2 separate regions of the Cricetulus griseus genome follow, and region 1 is linked to region 2. A link is a contact called in public Hi-C data. All regions are on one chromosome and are shown on one strand. Each heading gives the region's core, a stretch centred on a gene start, on an enhancer-like site or on the middle of the called end of the contact. The rest is flanking DNA. Distances are from core to core; before and after follow the strand shown. Region 1 overlaps Utrn (utrophin). Region 2 holds the start of Utrn (utrophin).

Region 1 (6,959 bases), core at 1,398-3,897, 71 kb after region 2:
ACACAGGTCAGGCTTTCTGTGTAAGCCAGAGTAATTGAAATGTGGACTGTGAGCCCAGCAGGGAATGAGAGTGGCCATGCTGGTGGAATTGCTCTTGAGTTGGAGGAACATTTCATTTTAACAAACTTTTTGATTCAAATCTAATGGTGTTTTTTTTTTTTTTTTGGGGGGGGGAGATACGGTGTAGCCCTGGCTGTCCTGGAACTCACTCTGTAGACCAGGCTGGCCTTGAACTCAGAGATCTGCCTGCCTCTGCTTCCTCAGTGTTGGGTTTAAAGGCCCTGTCTTGAAAAAACAAAAACAAACAATAAACAAAATAAACAAAGCTAAGTGAAACTAAACTACAAACAAATAACTGACAGTTGCGATTGCGAATATTTCCACATTAGCTCACTGGGCTGTTGTGAAGACTATTGTGATTTTATTACTAAACTGCCACCCACAGAGGGTAGGTGAGCCAGTGTTGAATTTGTTTTATTGTGAGGTAGAATTTCTGTGCATATTTATTGGTTCTCAGGACAAATCGTCTTTTCCTACCTTGGGGCCCGTTTTTTTCTGCTGGCTTGCGTCTCTGGTTTCGAAACTCTTACTGATTCCAAAAGAATTTTCTACAGAAAATGGTAGATTTTTGAATAACTTGCTTTAATTTTGTTTGGGTTTTAAGATGGTTAACCTCTAACTTAAAAGATAGGCATTATTTTGCTGATCTCTGAGATGGAGGTTTGAGATTTGGACATAGACCCCGTATTTTTTCCTTTCTGTTTGGCTGCTGTGGAGACAGCTGTCATCCTAAACCATGCTGAGACTAGTCATTATTTAGGTACCCTCAATATTTTATTACATTTTCATATACTGATAATTAATTTCATATGGATGGTAAACCCAGAATTATTTAAGGCCTACTTTCCATATACTATGGAGCCTGTTAGGGTTAGGAGAAGGAGGCTGTGGAGTGGGACTTGAAATTAAATACCAGTTCTGTTGATACTGAACTCAGTGATGCCAGTGGCTGGAGGGAGGACTCAGTGGCTAAGATCACTTGATGCTCTTGAAGAGGACCCAGGTTCAGCTCTCTGCACCCATATGGGGTGGCTCGTAACCATCCATAAGTCTTGATCCCAGAGACCTAATGGTCTTTTCTGAACTATAAAAGTGCCGTCTCTCTCTCTCTCTCTCTCTCTCTCTCTCTCTCTCTCTCTCTCTCTCTCTCTCTGTCTCTGTCTCTCTCTCTCTCTCTCTCTCTGTCTCTCTCTCTCTCTCTCACACACACACACACACAGACATACACACATTCATTCAGGCACACACACATACGTACACTTACTATACAATAAATTAATAAAATCTTCAAGGTAAGCTTTGAAGACTCACCCTGTCCTGTAAAGGAATGTGCATATATACTATACACATTGCTTGTCTTAGCCTGATTGAGGGAAGTATTATAATAAATGGTGACCATTTATGATAATGGAGTCTTTGAAGCTAATCTAGAAAAAGATATGTCTAGGTATTTAAGGAAGATGAGACTTTTGTTTAAATCAGACTCCTTGTTTGTCAACATTCACTGTGTATTGATCTGTTCCTGTTCTGCAATCCAGATCCCTGAGGAATTTTTCATGTCAAGGCATTGGGCCTTCAATGCTAGGCTCATTTATCTGCAGATACTTGCATGGCAGGAAACACAAACCAGTATAGGACAAGTGGACTGCAGTTGTTTGGAGGATATGATGGTGGCATGATGCCCAAAGTGTTTTTGCTGGTTGCAAAGCTCACTTTCATTTGTTCAGTAAGGATCCCCCTCCCCTCCTCTTCTGATTGCAGGTTTGCAGGCAGGCAGAGAAACTGGGCACTTAGAATCACCCATGCCTTTCACTGCAATGTGACCTATTTGCTTTCTGGAGCCTTGTATAAATAGCTTTATTTAGTCTGCAAGTAGGGTTATTTCTCCAACTGGAGGAGACCTGTCACCGTAGTCTAGAAACCTGATGGATGCTGTTGAATGTTGCTGCTCCAGATACTGTAGGAGGCTGGCTCCAAGGTACTTGGAAGAAAAACACCAAGCACAGATTCTTGCAGTTCACTTGCACATCATCAGGGAACGTACTGCCAGATAGCCATCTGCCTGGCCCTTCAAGAAGCAAGGCGCTCTTATCGCACCAGAACTGACCCTTTTCTCTTGGTACAACCAGCTCCTTGTTGAGAACTTAAAGCCAAGGTTGGACTTCTGGCTTCTGACCTGGCTGGCCTATTTTCTTGTTGACTTCAGGACTGTATGCCTTCAGCTTCTGCTTGGTCCAAGGCACTAACCCCTTTCCTGGTATTTGTAGCTCTGGATTCTTTTGCCAAGGAAGCTTACAGTTCAAGCAGATCCCCTTTCCTTTGTTATAACTCACCCTTTCAGCATAGCAGCTGCCAGTCCTCTGAGAGGCATTTGAATTAGTGAAGATGGTTGTAAATATGTAGAGCGTTGCATGATCCTGTATACTTTTAATGCCAGCCCTTGGTGGGGAGAGGCAGGGGTATCGCTGCAACCCAGACTGGTCTAGGTAGTAAGGTCTAGGCAAACCAGGGTTACATAGTGAGATCCTGTTGAAAGCATGTAAGTGAGAAGAAGAAAAGAGAAGACTCTAACTCTGAGTCACTAGTGTGAAAAAAGGAAAGCACAGTCAGGGTGTGTCTGTATGTTGTGCCAGGAAGTAGTGCTGGCTTGGTGTCTTAGGATGACTAATTCCTAGCTTGTTGGGTATGCGTTGGAAAGGATTGCAAGCATTAGTTTCTAAGTTTCTATTTTATTTTTTCATCTGCTTATCTTTCTTGAGTTGTGTTACACCTGGTCAAGAATTGGGGGGAAAAATGATCTGGTGAACATGCATAGAGTGCCTGCCTGCTGTTTCCTTGGTCTTAAGACTGTTAGTGGAAGCATTGCAGTGGTTTAAATAGTTTTGTATGTGTGTGTGTGGCTTTTTTTTTTTTTGCTGTTGTTGTTATTCTTTTTGCATTTTTGAGGCAGAGTCTCATGTATTTAGAATGCTGGGTTACAGGTAGGTACATGACACAGTGTCTGATTTATGTGGTGCTGGGGATCAAAAACAGGGCTTTGTGCCGGCCAGGCAAGGAGTCTTCCAATTGAGCCGAATCTCTGGCCCTAAATCTGGTTTAAATGTATTGATTCTACTCACTGGTAGCCCAGGGTCACAGCACACTTTGCAGACAGTGCACAGAGTAGGTGATAGGCATTTGTCCTGAGTTAGCAGTGCAGGAGCATCACTGAGGTGCCTTGGACCTCATTTCACACTTGAGTGATGGTTTTGAGATCTAGACCAGTCCTGTAGAAAGGTGGTGGGTGTGAGTGCTACTAATATCAACATCCTGGCACTTAGTGAGAAGTGCCAGCCAACAGGCAGATTGCAGGGGTGATGGGGAAAAAAGAGTTGCAGCTCTAAGCAACCTGGTCAAGAGGGCACTGTTTTGCTGTTCAAGTGGGTTAAAATTGGAAAACTAATTAACATTCGAAAAGGCTCTTCTGCGGAAATGACTGTAGGTTAAAGGGAGCAGGTTGGAGTTGGAACACCCATTCAGCCTGAAAAATCCTGTTCTCTCATTTTGTTCCACCAAAATAGAGTGAAAGCGAGCACATCTGCCTTGCTTCTGGCTTCCAGCTGCTTGACTGGCACGATAGAGTCAGTTTTTGGTGACTGAGAAACATTGCCAAGCTTGCCAGACTGACCTTGAACTTCTGATCCTAATGCTGGGATTCCAGGTGTAGGTCACCAGTTCTTGCTTTCTTTTATGTTTGAGAAAACTCACTGTAATTTATTATTTGCATTTTAATCCTTAAAGTATATTTCTTCTTCATTCCCCAGCTCTTTTATTCTTTGTGCTTTTTTCCTCCTTCCTTCCTTCCTTCCTTCCTTCCTTCCTTCCTTCCTTCCTTCCTTCCTTCCTTTCTTTCTTTCTTTCTTTCTTTCTTTCTTCCTTTTTGGCGTGGTGCAGATGTGTATGCATGTGCATGAATATGGCCAGACATGAATATGGAGGCCAGAGGGCAATTCGTGGGGATGAGTTCTCGTTTTCTACCATATGGACTCTGAACATTGCATGCAGCTTGTCAGGGTTGGTGGCAAACAACTTTACCCGCTAAACATATTGCCAGTCTGCTTTTTTACCTTCCATTTAGGATGATTTTAGATTTATAGAAAAATTGTGAAGATGGTTCTGAGATTCCACTCCCCTCTGCCTTAGTTTAAGACCTTAATATTATTGCTGTATTTGTTAAACAAATGAACTGCTATTGATATATTCTTCATGAAGTTATTAACACAAATCCAAAAAACTCCTCAAGAGTTAGTGTTAAGTTTTTAAAAATTTATACCAGAGATATTATTTATAATGTGCCCATTTTGATTTGAATTCTTTTTGAGTGTGCTCAGACACAGAACTTTTGGTTCCTTCTATGTCATAGTTGCAACACATTCACCAAACATATGTGAATACTTATGACATGGGTGTCTGTATCTAATATCATCACCTGTAGTTGGAGTTTCATTCCAGCCTAGTCCCGCCACTCTTTAGCCCCAAATAAACACACTGAGGCTATATTAATTAGAATCTGTTGACTGATGGCTCAGGCTTCTTACTGGCTAGCTTTCTCTTAATTCATAACTCATTTCTATTAAACTGTGTATTGTCATAGGGTTGTGGCTTAGCTGTAATCTGGCATATTACTCCTTCGGCAGCATGGGGTCTCCCTGGCAGCTTCTCTCTGCCTCCTCTCCCCAGCTTCTCCTCATCTGGTTCCTGCCTATCCTTCCTGCCAGGCTATTGGCCAGCCTGGCTACTGGCCAATTAGTGTTTTATTCATCAGCCAAAAAGAGAAACATATATACAGAAGGACATTCCCCCTTCAATCCCCTTCTGAACCTGGTGAGGAGAAGGCTATTTTGAAGTCAAACATGGGTCTAATCTCTTTGAGTTACTCTGTAGTAATGACTTATCAACACCTTAGGTCTCATAAGACATATATTTGTATATTTGTTTTAGTTACTTGTAGCCCTCTCAGGTAGAAGTTATCATTCAAAATATTTAACAGTTATGGCACAACCCTTGCGCAATCAGATTGAAGGCCAGATGATCAGAAAGGATGCCAGCTCATAAATGAATAAATGCCCTGCTAACTTTTGAGTGCCCTATAAATAATCTCTAGACATTGTCATATGTCTCAGCTGGGAGCCCTAATGTAAGGTATAGCAGCCAGGCTTGCTGACAGTGAGTACTATATAAATATTTGTCATTGTTGATGTCTTCTTTCATTTCTCATTCATCTCATTTATCTCATATATGATCAATTTAAAACATATAGCTTAGTGGGACATGAGTAGTTAAGTCACTATGTGTTAAAAATGAGGTTCCAGGTCAGCAAGATGACTCAGGAGGTAGAGGTATTTGCTATGTGAGCCTGATGACCTGAGTTTTGTACCTGGAATTGATGGTGGGAGGAGAGAATTGACTCCTCCAAGTTGTCCTCTGACCTCCACTTGTGTGCTCTGATTTGTGCATTGATGTACACAACACATGCGCTCTCTCTCTCTCTCTCTCTCTCTCTCTCTCTCTCTCTCTCTCTCTAGTTTTTTACTTAAAAGAAACCTGAGAACTTGTTTAAAAAGATAAACACATGTTTCCATTTTTTATGATTAGAGTACATTTTTGGGTTGGGGATATAGCTGAGTTGTCAGAGGGCTTGTCTAGTATGTATGAGATGAGACCTGACTTCAGTCCCCAGCACCACACAAGTCAGGTGTGTTAGCTCACTTCTGTAATGAAGGATTAGGAACCCATTGTTATCCTTGGCTACACAAAGAGTTTGAATTGGAGGCTACCCTGTGTGCTGCATGAGACCCTATCTTTAAAAAGAAAAGGGGATGTAATTTGTAGATTTCAAATTTTATTAGTGATGTGCACTATGGTAGAAGTGTATAGATTCCTTGGTTCACTGCCCTCTTCCCTGTCCCTCTGCCACCTGTGGGAAGAGAAGACTATCTAGAGGAGAAGAGGACTCATAGGTGTGGAATTTGGAGGCCAGTTGCTCCCAACCCCCTTTCACCCACCACTTCCTGCTTTGAATGATCCCAGCAGCAGGCTTGGAGCCTGTACTTTGGTTCCTGCCAAATCCCCTCATTTGCCCATGATGATATGTTATTAGCATCTTGATCCCTGTTATTTGTTAAGTTAATCTGCTCTTCGGAATCTAGTAAGATCACTTCTGTGAATTCATTTTTTAATATATGTTCTGAGTTGGTGCAACTATGCTGGAAGACAGTGAAGCCCAACAATTTAGTATCACCAAACAGGGTTTTATATCTAGCCCCTTCCTGTCCTCAGAGTTCTAGAACAGACACTTCAGTTGTTCAAACGGTCTTTCTCTTGTGTGTTCTAAGGTGGACATTTTCCTATTAACAGAATTGAGTTTTTCACTGTCCTTAATCCACAGAAACAGAACAATCCATGGGACAGGAGGATCAGATAAGAGTTCCAAGCTAGCACCCTTGATCTCAGGGCTTCAGTGGAAACTCGGGGCATCTTACTTTACTTTAAGTTGACTAGATTGTGTTTCTTAGCAAATACTCATCTTGCCAGTACTGGTTGATTATAAAGTTTTTGTTGTTGCTTTCTTTTTCTTAAACCCAGACTGGCCCCAGACTGGTTGGCAGTTGATCTTCCTCCCTCTAATTCCCAAGGGTTGGGATTACAGGCCTCCATCACCACACTATTTTTTTTTTTTTTTTTTTTTTCCGAGACAGGGTTTCCCTGTGGCTTTGGAGGCTGTCCTGGAACTAGCTCTTGTAGACCAGGCTGGACTCGAACTCACAGAGATCCACCTGCCTCTGCCTCCCGAGTGCTGGGATTAAAGGCGTGCGCCACCACCGCCCGGCACCACACTCTTTATATTGTAGAGTGAATCA
Region 2 (7,150 bases), core at 885-3,384:
AACTGAGAGCTAACACAAATCTCTCCTGTTTAAGTTGTTTAGTCAGTCATTTTGTCACAGTGATAGCAATCTACATAGCACACTTGATCTGATGTCATGAGTCTTGCATATATTTGCTTCCGTGTCTTATCTCACCTACTGAATTCTACATTCTAAAGAACCTTTAGAATTCTTGCCTTAAAAGGGCAAGATCTATGTTGGATTTCTGTGTATCATCCACCCTGGCAGACCCCATACTGATGCTCAATAAAGGAAGGAATGGAGGTAAATGAGAAAGCCATATCAATTTCCAGTTGGTGTTTAGAGTCTATCTGGCTTATATGAAGGGAATCCTCAAAAGTGAAGCTGCTAAATAAGAGACTTAACAAGGAAAACTCTTCCAGGACTTCCTCCTGTCCCAGCCCTCAGTACTTCAAGACCCCAGAGGTTTTCAACTGGTAATTAACACAAGGCAAGTGAGTTATTTTTACTGGCTCATAAATTAACCCTTAAGTATTAAGGAAGCAATAAGCCAGCACTCAGTCATCAGCCATGCTTTCCTCTTTGTTTATACTAGCCGAGGACTTTGGCTGCTATTTTTGTTCCTTCCCCTCCAAGCGTGATCATGAAAACAGTCACAGGAACTCATCAGAATGAAATGTGTAGTAAGAAACAATGCACACATAATACAAAGTTATGTATTCCTAGATATGTTTTGGCTAACCCGGTAAGATTGCAACAAGTTCTGTAAACAATGTATGGTTGCTTGGAAAAATAGAAAGAAAAACAAAAAAGGTTTGACAGATGGTGCTGTTGGTAAAGCCCCTGTCTAGTACTGAAGCCTGAAGACATGAGTTGGATCCCTGTATCCCACATAAAGGTGTAAGGAGGTAACTGTACAAAGTTGTTCTCTGACTTCTGTAGTGCCGTGTCCCCAATCCATGCACCAAGTGCATGAACACACACACACACACACACACACACACACACACACACACACACACAAACACACACAGTAAAAAAATGTAAATGTCAGAACCAGCACTATTTGTGTATATTAATGAAAATATAAGTGCACCTGGAGTTATTTTCACAGCATTTAAACAAGGCTAAGACAATTGCATAAAATAAATATATCCTTGAATTTAGAACCCCAGGCTCAACAACGTCAGTAAACTGAGATGGGATGAATTGGCAAGCAGGTCCAGATTTACCTAAAAAGAAAGAAAAGAAGAAAGAAAGAAAAGACACCTTAACAGAGTGTGCCTAGGGGGGCGTGACACACATTTTTGCACAATTTGAATAAGGGGCACGGTGCGTGCGCCCAAATGCCTATTCCAGCTTCTGGCTCTTAGCACGCACGACTGGTTCCGGATTCCCGCACCGCGCACCTCACCGGGCCAGCTACTGCGGGCTGGGAGGGCGCTTAGGGCTAACGCTGATTGACCGGGCGCGCGGTCAGGTGACCCGAGGCGCCACGTTCTGAGAGCCCGGCCGGCGGTGGCTTCCTAGGCAGGGGCAGGGCCGATCCGGGAGCCGAGAGGGACTGATCTCTCCCGGAACAAAGTTGCTAGGGCCGGGGTGCCGAGGGCGCACGAGCGCCAAGGCGGCGGGAGCGGGAGGCGGCTCCGACCTGCGGGATTCACGGCTCCTGGGCTGGGCTAACCCTGCCGGAGACGCGAGCCCCCTTCCCGGGGTGGCGGGCTGACCAAGCAGCGCCCCACCCTCGCTCTCCAACAAAGGGGCCGGCGGCGGCGGGGGAGGACCGGGAGGAGGAGTCGGATCCGCGAGCTGCTCTCGCGCACAAAGTTGTGGAGTCGCCCTTCCCCGGAGGAGGGGAGCCGGCAGCGCCGGGCGCGGGATTTCTCCCGCCCAGGGCCAAGGAGGAGCCGCGGGTTCCCTCAGCCGATCAGGCGACCTCGGCGAGTGGTGCCCCTTTTCTTTCGAGTCATTCCTGCAAACGGAAAACTCCAGCGCGCGCCTGCCCCTGGCTAGCGTTTGGACTGTTTTGTTTTTGGCGGAACTACAGGGCAGGAAGATTGCACAAGTCAGGGGGCGTTTCCAATCGGGTGTCAAGCTCTTTTCTTTCTTTTTTTTTCTTCTTCTTCTTCCCCCCCTCCCCCTTTTTCGGATCTTGTCTGACTTTCCACGTTTCATTAAAAAAAAAAAAAAGAAAAGAAAAAGCAAAACCAAAATCCTCGCATCGCCCAACGTAGGCTCCCGCACACCAGGCTTCCTGAGACCCGAACACGCCCAGAGAAGCCCTTGGGCCTCAGGGACTTGGCGAGCAGGTAAGCCCATGCATTATTGAAGCTCCGGGCTGTGTAATGTGACCGCAGTCCCCGAGGGAACCGGGCGGGGGCTGAGAGGAGGTGGGACCTTTCTGCGGTTCCTCCACCCGGTCCAGAAATAGCAGGCTGGCCAACTTCTGCACTTTCCCTGGGAGCTCAGCGCCCCCATCCTGGGCGGGAGGGAGCTGGGATGAGAAGGTGGGAATCTACTTGTCGCCAAGGTCTCAAATTTCTCGGGCTGGTTCAGTGCTGTCCGTCTTGTCCCTTCCTGAGGAGAGAGGGTGTCTTCAGTTCGTTCATCGTCCTGAGCGGGCGAGCAGGGCTAGTAGTCTACAAGAGGGTACGTGGCCTCTTCAAGAGAGCCTGTCACACACCTCAGATTCCGGGAAGGCGGGGCCCGGGCGGTGTCTCGGAGGAGAGGGTGGGGAGGGCGGTTGTGCGGTCAGTGGCTTGGGGAGCGCTTCCCTGCCGGCCTCCAGGCTGGGGGCGTGCTCGACCTCTGTGTGGTTGCTATTCCCGAGGGTGGGGCCCCAGTGTGGCGAGATCGCCAGCTCCCTGCAAGCAGCTCTGGAGAGGCTGACGGGGATAGGGGGATACCTCATTGGTGCACAGTCCCGGTCGCCTGCTTTTCCGGACTCTTGGCATCCCTTAACTGCAACTGACAAGGTAATTCATGCCCCCTTTTGGCCTGGGTCTGAGGCTCTCTGCTTGCCCAAGGCCACTTACAAAACCAACAAAGAACTAATTGTGAGCTGTGCAACTTTTAGAAGGCACATTGTTCAGAGACTTTTCAAGTCCCTAGATTCCGACCGTGTGGCGTTCCAGGGTTATTTTCAAGGGGAGGAGAAAACGTGTGTGACCCCTGAGAGCCAGGGACCTGGCCTTTTTGAACCCTCAAATTAGAGCTCCTGGGTGTAATTCCGGGCTGCACTTTCTGGAGTGTCCCCGAGGGAGCATCCTTTATCCTCCTAGCCTCCAGATCACCTGGGTCACCACTATCTAGAGAGGTGGGCTCTCCAAGAGTTGCTTGGGAGGGTGCGCCTTGGCCAGAGTGCACGAATTCCAGACGAGAAGGCATCTCCTGGATGGCGAGGCAGCAGCAGCATCCATTCGGTTTGAACTTGTCCTGGGCCTCTGAAGTCAGGCTGGACTCTCGGTGGCTGGCTGCTGGTGGGCGCCGGGGACGCAGCCTACGGGTAGCATTGGGGCCTTCGTGAGCTGGAGGAATTCGAAGCTCGTGGGTCGTTCAGCCTGAGGATATCAGGCGGTGAGGGCGAGGGCCATTCGCGCTGAAGCCACCCCCCCCCCCCGTCCCTTTCACCAGCATTTATGAGACCTTCGAGATAGCGCTTTAACTCTCCTTTGGGTGTTTATCCAAAATTTATTGCGCCTGTAAACAGCATTAATCACAGTGGTATTAACCTTCCCTGGAGCGCTTCCTAGTGTGAATGGCAGTTCTTGGCACTCAGCGGTTTCCTTTACAAGTGGAATGGCAAACTTGTTCCTCCGCTTCCCTCACCACTCTCTCCAGCATTCCTAGCTTTTCGTTACTAGTGAGTGAATAGTTTTTGCAAGATTTAACAGCTTTCCGTCACAGCTGCACATGGTTGAATATTCTTTTATAATGACACTTTTTGAATGTTGTATGTTCTTGAACTTTTGCCTCTAAAGCCGCCATTTCTGGCGTTCTGGTCTGTGTAACAAACAGAGAAGCATCAACCCTGAAGGAGAAACTGGTGCATGTAGGTGGGTGGGTGGGTTTCAGTGCGAGAACCTTTCTCTAAACTTCACCACTGTCATTTAGAGGGAGGAGACCTGGCAGCAATTGTGTAGGGTTCCTTGCACAACCTCGAGGTCATTCACCTCTAGTTTCTCCCTTATATGTGTGGAGTGTGGCTCCTTCCATTCCATAGGTGTGCAAGCCGAGCCTCTTTGGGGCCCATTGCTGTTAAGGAAGCTTCGTTTCTGTTCCCACAGCTAATTATCGTAGCATTTTATTTATGTATTTTGAGACAGCTCTCATTATGTGGCCCAGACTGGCCTTGAGCTTGCTTCAGCCTCCAAAGTAGCTTGAGCCATGGGTGTTGTATCACCACGGCTGGCTTGCACTTGGTAGTTTGGAAGGAAGTATTCTTAAACTTTCTTACTGAAATTGGAACTCCTGGGACATTAATGGCAACAAGAGTTAGTGGCTGTTAAATGTTTAAATGATCTTCTGTTAGTGTCTTTCCTCGTCATTCTTTTTGTTGTTTTTGTTTTTTTTGTTTGTTTGTTTTTCTGAGACAGGGTTTCGCTGTAGGTTTTGGAGACTGTCCTGGAACTCTCTTTGAAGACCAGACTGGCCTCGAACTCTCGGATATCCCCTGCCTCTGCCTCCCGAGTGCTGGGATTAAAGGCGTGGGCTACCACCGCCCAGCTGTCTTCATTCTTTTCTAGTTCCTTGATCACTTTTTCTGCTATGATTTTGAAGTGTAGTAGGCATTTGCATTATCAAGAAGAGGACTTAGGAAAATTTATCCCAAGGAGAATGGCAGAATGAAACATTATAACGAAAAAGTGTTATTAGTCATATGGAAATGAAAGGAAGCTCTGTGTAGGTTACCTTTTTTCTTTAAAAGAAATTTAAAGATGGCTCAGTGGTTAAGAGACAGTCCAGGTTCACTTTCTTATGCCCTTTTCTGGCCTCCTTGGACACTACATACACTCATAAGGCAAGCATTTACACATACATTTTTAAAAATGCATTTAAAATATTTATTGATTGTATGTGTGAAGAGGGAGCAAGTCCCATTGCACACATGCAGAGGTGATCAGGCTTAGTGGCAGGTGCCTTTTTAGTAGAGTGGAAAACTTTTTGAGAAGCCTTAATGTGGAGGTCCCTGGATAAAACTAGTTCTAAAGGAGAGCACTGGACTTGTCTCTTGAAGGAACTTCATTCCAGGAAAGAGAATTTTCCTTAGACAACTGGGATTTTCCATAATAACATGTTTATATATTCTCTGAACAAGATTCTGGGTCTCTAAAAATATTAAGATACACATAAAAGTTTAGCAACTCTTTCACAGTTTTGTAGTTGTAGATAGGAATATAAAATTTTATGATGATATTCTTTGGGTGAAGTTTGTTTTTGTTTGTTTGTTTTTCCATCTCATGTATCCCAGGCTTGCCTCAAACTCTCTGTATAGCAGGGAGTGTATATGAATTCCTGATTCTCCTGCTGGGGTTACTGGTCCACTCCAGGTAAAAAACTGTTTGGCAAATGGCCAGGCTGCCATCCTTTTTCCCTGGTCTCTTTTGAGGTCAATGTTGTTGTTTGTTTTTGTAGTTCTGGGGATCAAACCCAGAGCCGTGTGCATAATAGGTAAGTCCTATATCACTGAATCACGTCCTCAGCCCTTTTAGTTTCTTTTAAATTTTTGGACAGGTAGCTGTGAGTCACCATACCCAGATCTATAAACTCTTTTTTTTTTTTTTTGGTTTGATATTTTGAAACAGGGTTTCTCTGTGTAGCCCTGTATGTCTTGGAACTCGCTTTGTAGACCAGACTGGCTTCTAACTCAGGTATCCACTTGCCTTTGCCTCCCCAGTGCTGAGATTAAAGGCATGTGCCACTACACCCGGGCTCTGTAAATTCTTAATAATTGTACAATCATATAAACATTTAAAAAGTTTTTTTATTGTCCCATAAAGTCTGGGAGACTGATGAATCAATGTATACATTGAGCGGAAGTGGTTCGTAAAGCTTCAACAACTTGCCAATGTTCCTTTGCTTTAACTCTCATTTTGCTATCGTTAATGGACTCTAGTCGCTTCCTGACTTGTAGAAAGAGAAGTTATTATGCTACATAATGTTTATATTTATATAATAAAGTAGTACTGAAGGCTATAGTGCTTGCTTGTTAAATAATAGAACACAATATACTATTATAGAAATATGAAATTTAAAATAACAGTATTGTACAACTCCTTCTTAGATGAAACAATTGAAGCGGCTCATTGGTTCAGAGCACTTGTTCCTAGCACCCACATTGGGTGGCTCACAATCACCTGTAACTCCATTTCTAGGGAATGGAACACTCTGTCTTCCTTGGGCATCTGGCACATCCACATGCACAGACATACATGTAGGCACTCACACGTACACAAAGTGAAAAACCACTAATGAATTGAGTTGTCCATTTCTATGTAGAAATAAACCCTAGTTCTGACATTTGGTTTTCATCTGTTCGTGTTTAGGTCCTACTTGGCAGCTCAGGCAGACCTAGAACTCACACTGATCCTCTTACCTTGGGGATTGGAGACATGAACCTCCTTGCCTGTCTCTGATACTCATTTCAATGTGTGAATTTGTATTCTTTTTCTGCAAATTACTGTGTGGATGTCTTGAGTGTCATATTCCTAGCTAATGACTAATGTAATTGGTATTGGGGCACTCGTAAAGGGTCCAGGAAAGAGATGGATGCTGAACTTAAAACTGAGCTTGGCTCCTTTCTGGGCAGTGTAATCCAGGAAGCTCAGGAGCATCATGGAACAGTACTTGCTGGCGTTCTTGATGAATGGGTGTTACTGCAGGGCAGATCTTCAGTTCTTTAGATCCGAAAGATGTTTCTCACAGTTACTGAAGACTAGGTTGTTTTATCTGAGTGTTACCTATGTGCAGCAGAGTCAGGGTGATAAACCTTCTAGAATCAAGTCTGTATCATTGGTCAACACAGCTATCTACATATCTACAGTACATACCACCCCTGAAACTTGTTCCATATTTCCAAATGCTTTTTGTCCTTTTTCATCATATGTCTCAGAAGAAACTTACACTCAACCAATCCAAATGACATTATTTCTTCCTCTTTATCCAGTGCTCTCAGTGTTTCCCAACCCAG

Evidence for each region. Hi-C and Micro-C count contacts between places; a contact is called where the count stands out from the background.
Region 1: a contact with region 2 is called in a Hi-C map of fibroblasts, with 1.9 times the contacts expected there. The contact joins the enhancer-like site here to the promoter of Utrn in region 2. A contact is called at or near these places in 2 of 8 Hi-C or Micro-C datasets (the CHL-YN cell line and fibroblasts).

What each region holds. Positions count from the first base shown.
Region 1 is chr2:276,073,279-276,080,237 of CriGri-PICRH-1.0, forward strand. All of the region lies in intron 2 of Utrn (utrophin), which reads left to right. Among named protein-coding and RNA genes, the nearest start is that of Utrn, 72 kb to the left of the region's middle. Within about 2 kb of position 2,648, at least 3 of the 6 cell types and tissues checked have open chromatin away from gene starts, as enhancers often do. A contact at or near this core is called in fibroblasts, where this site is marked.
Region 2 is chr2:276,002,668-276,009,817 of CriGri-PICRH-1.0, forward strand. It overlaps Utrn (utrophin), which reads left to right and starts at 2,135. Exons shown (of 74, transcript XM_027402014.2): 1 at 2,135-2,270. LOC118238364 (vegetative cell wall protein gp1-like) reads right to left here and starts at 2,747. Exons shown (of 4, transcript XM_035440387.1): 1 at 1,058-2,747. The coding sequence starts at 2,280. The coding sequence ends at 1,438.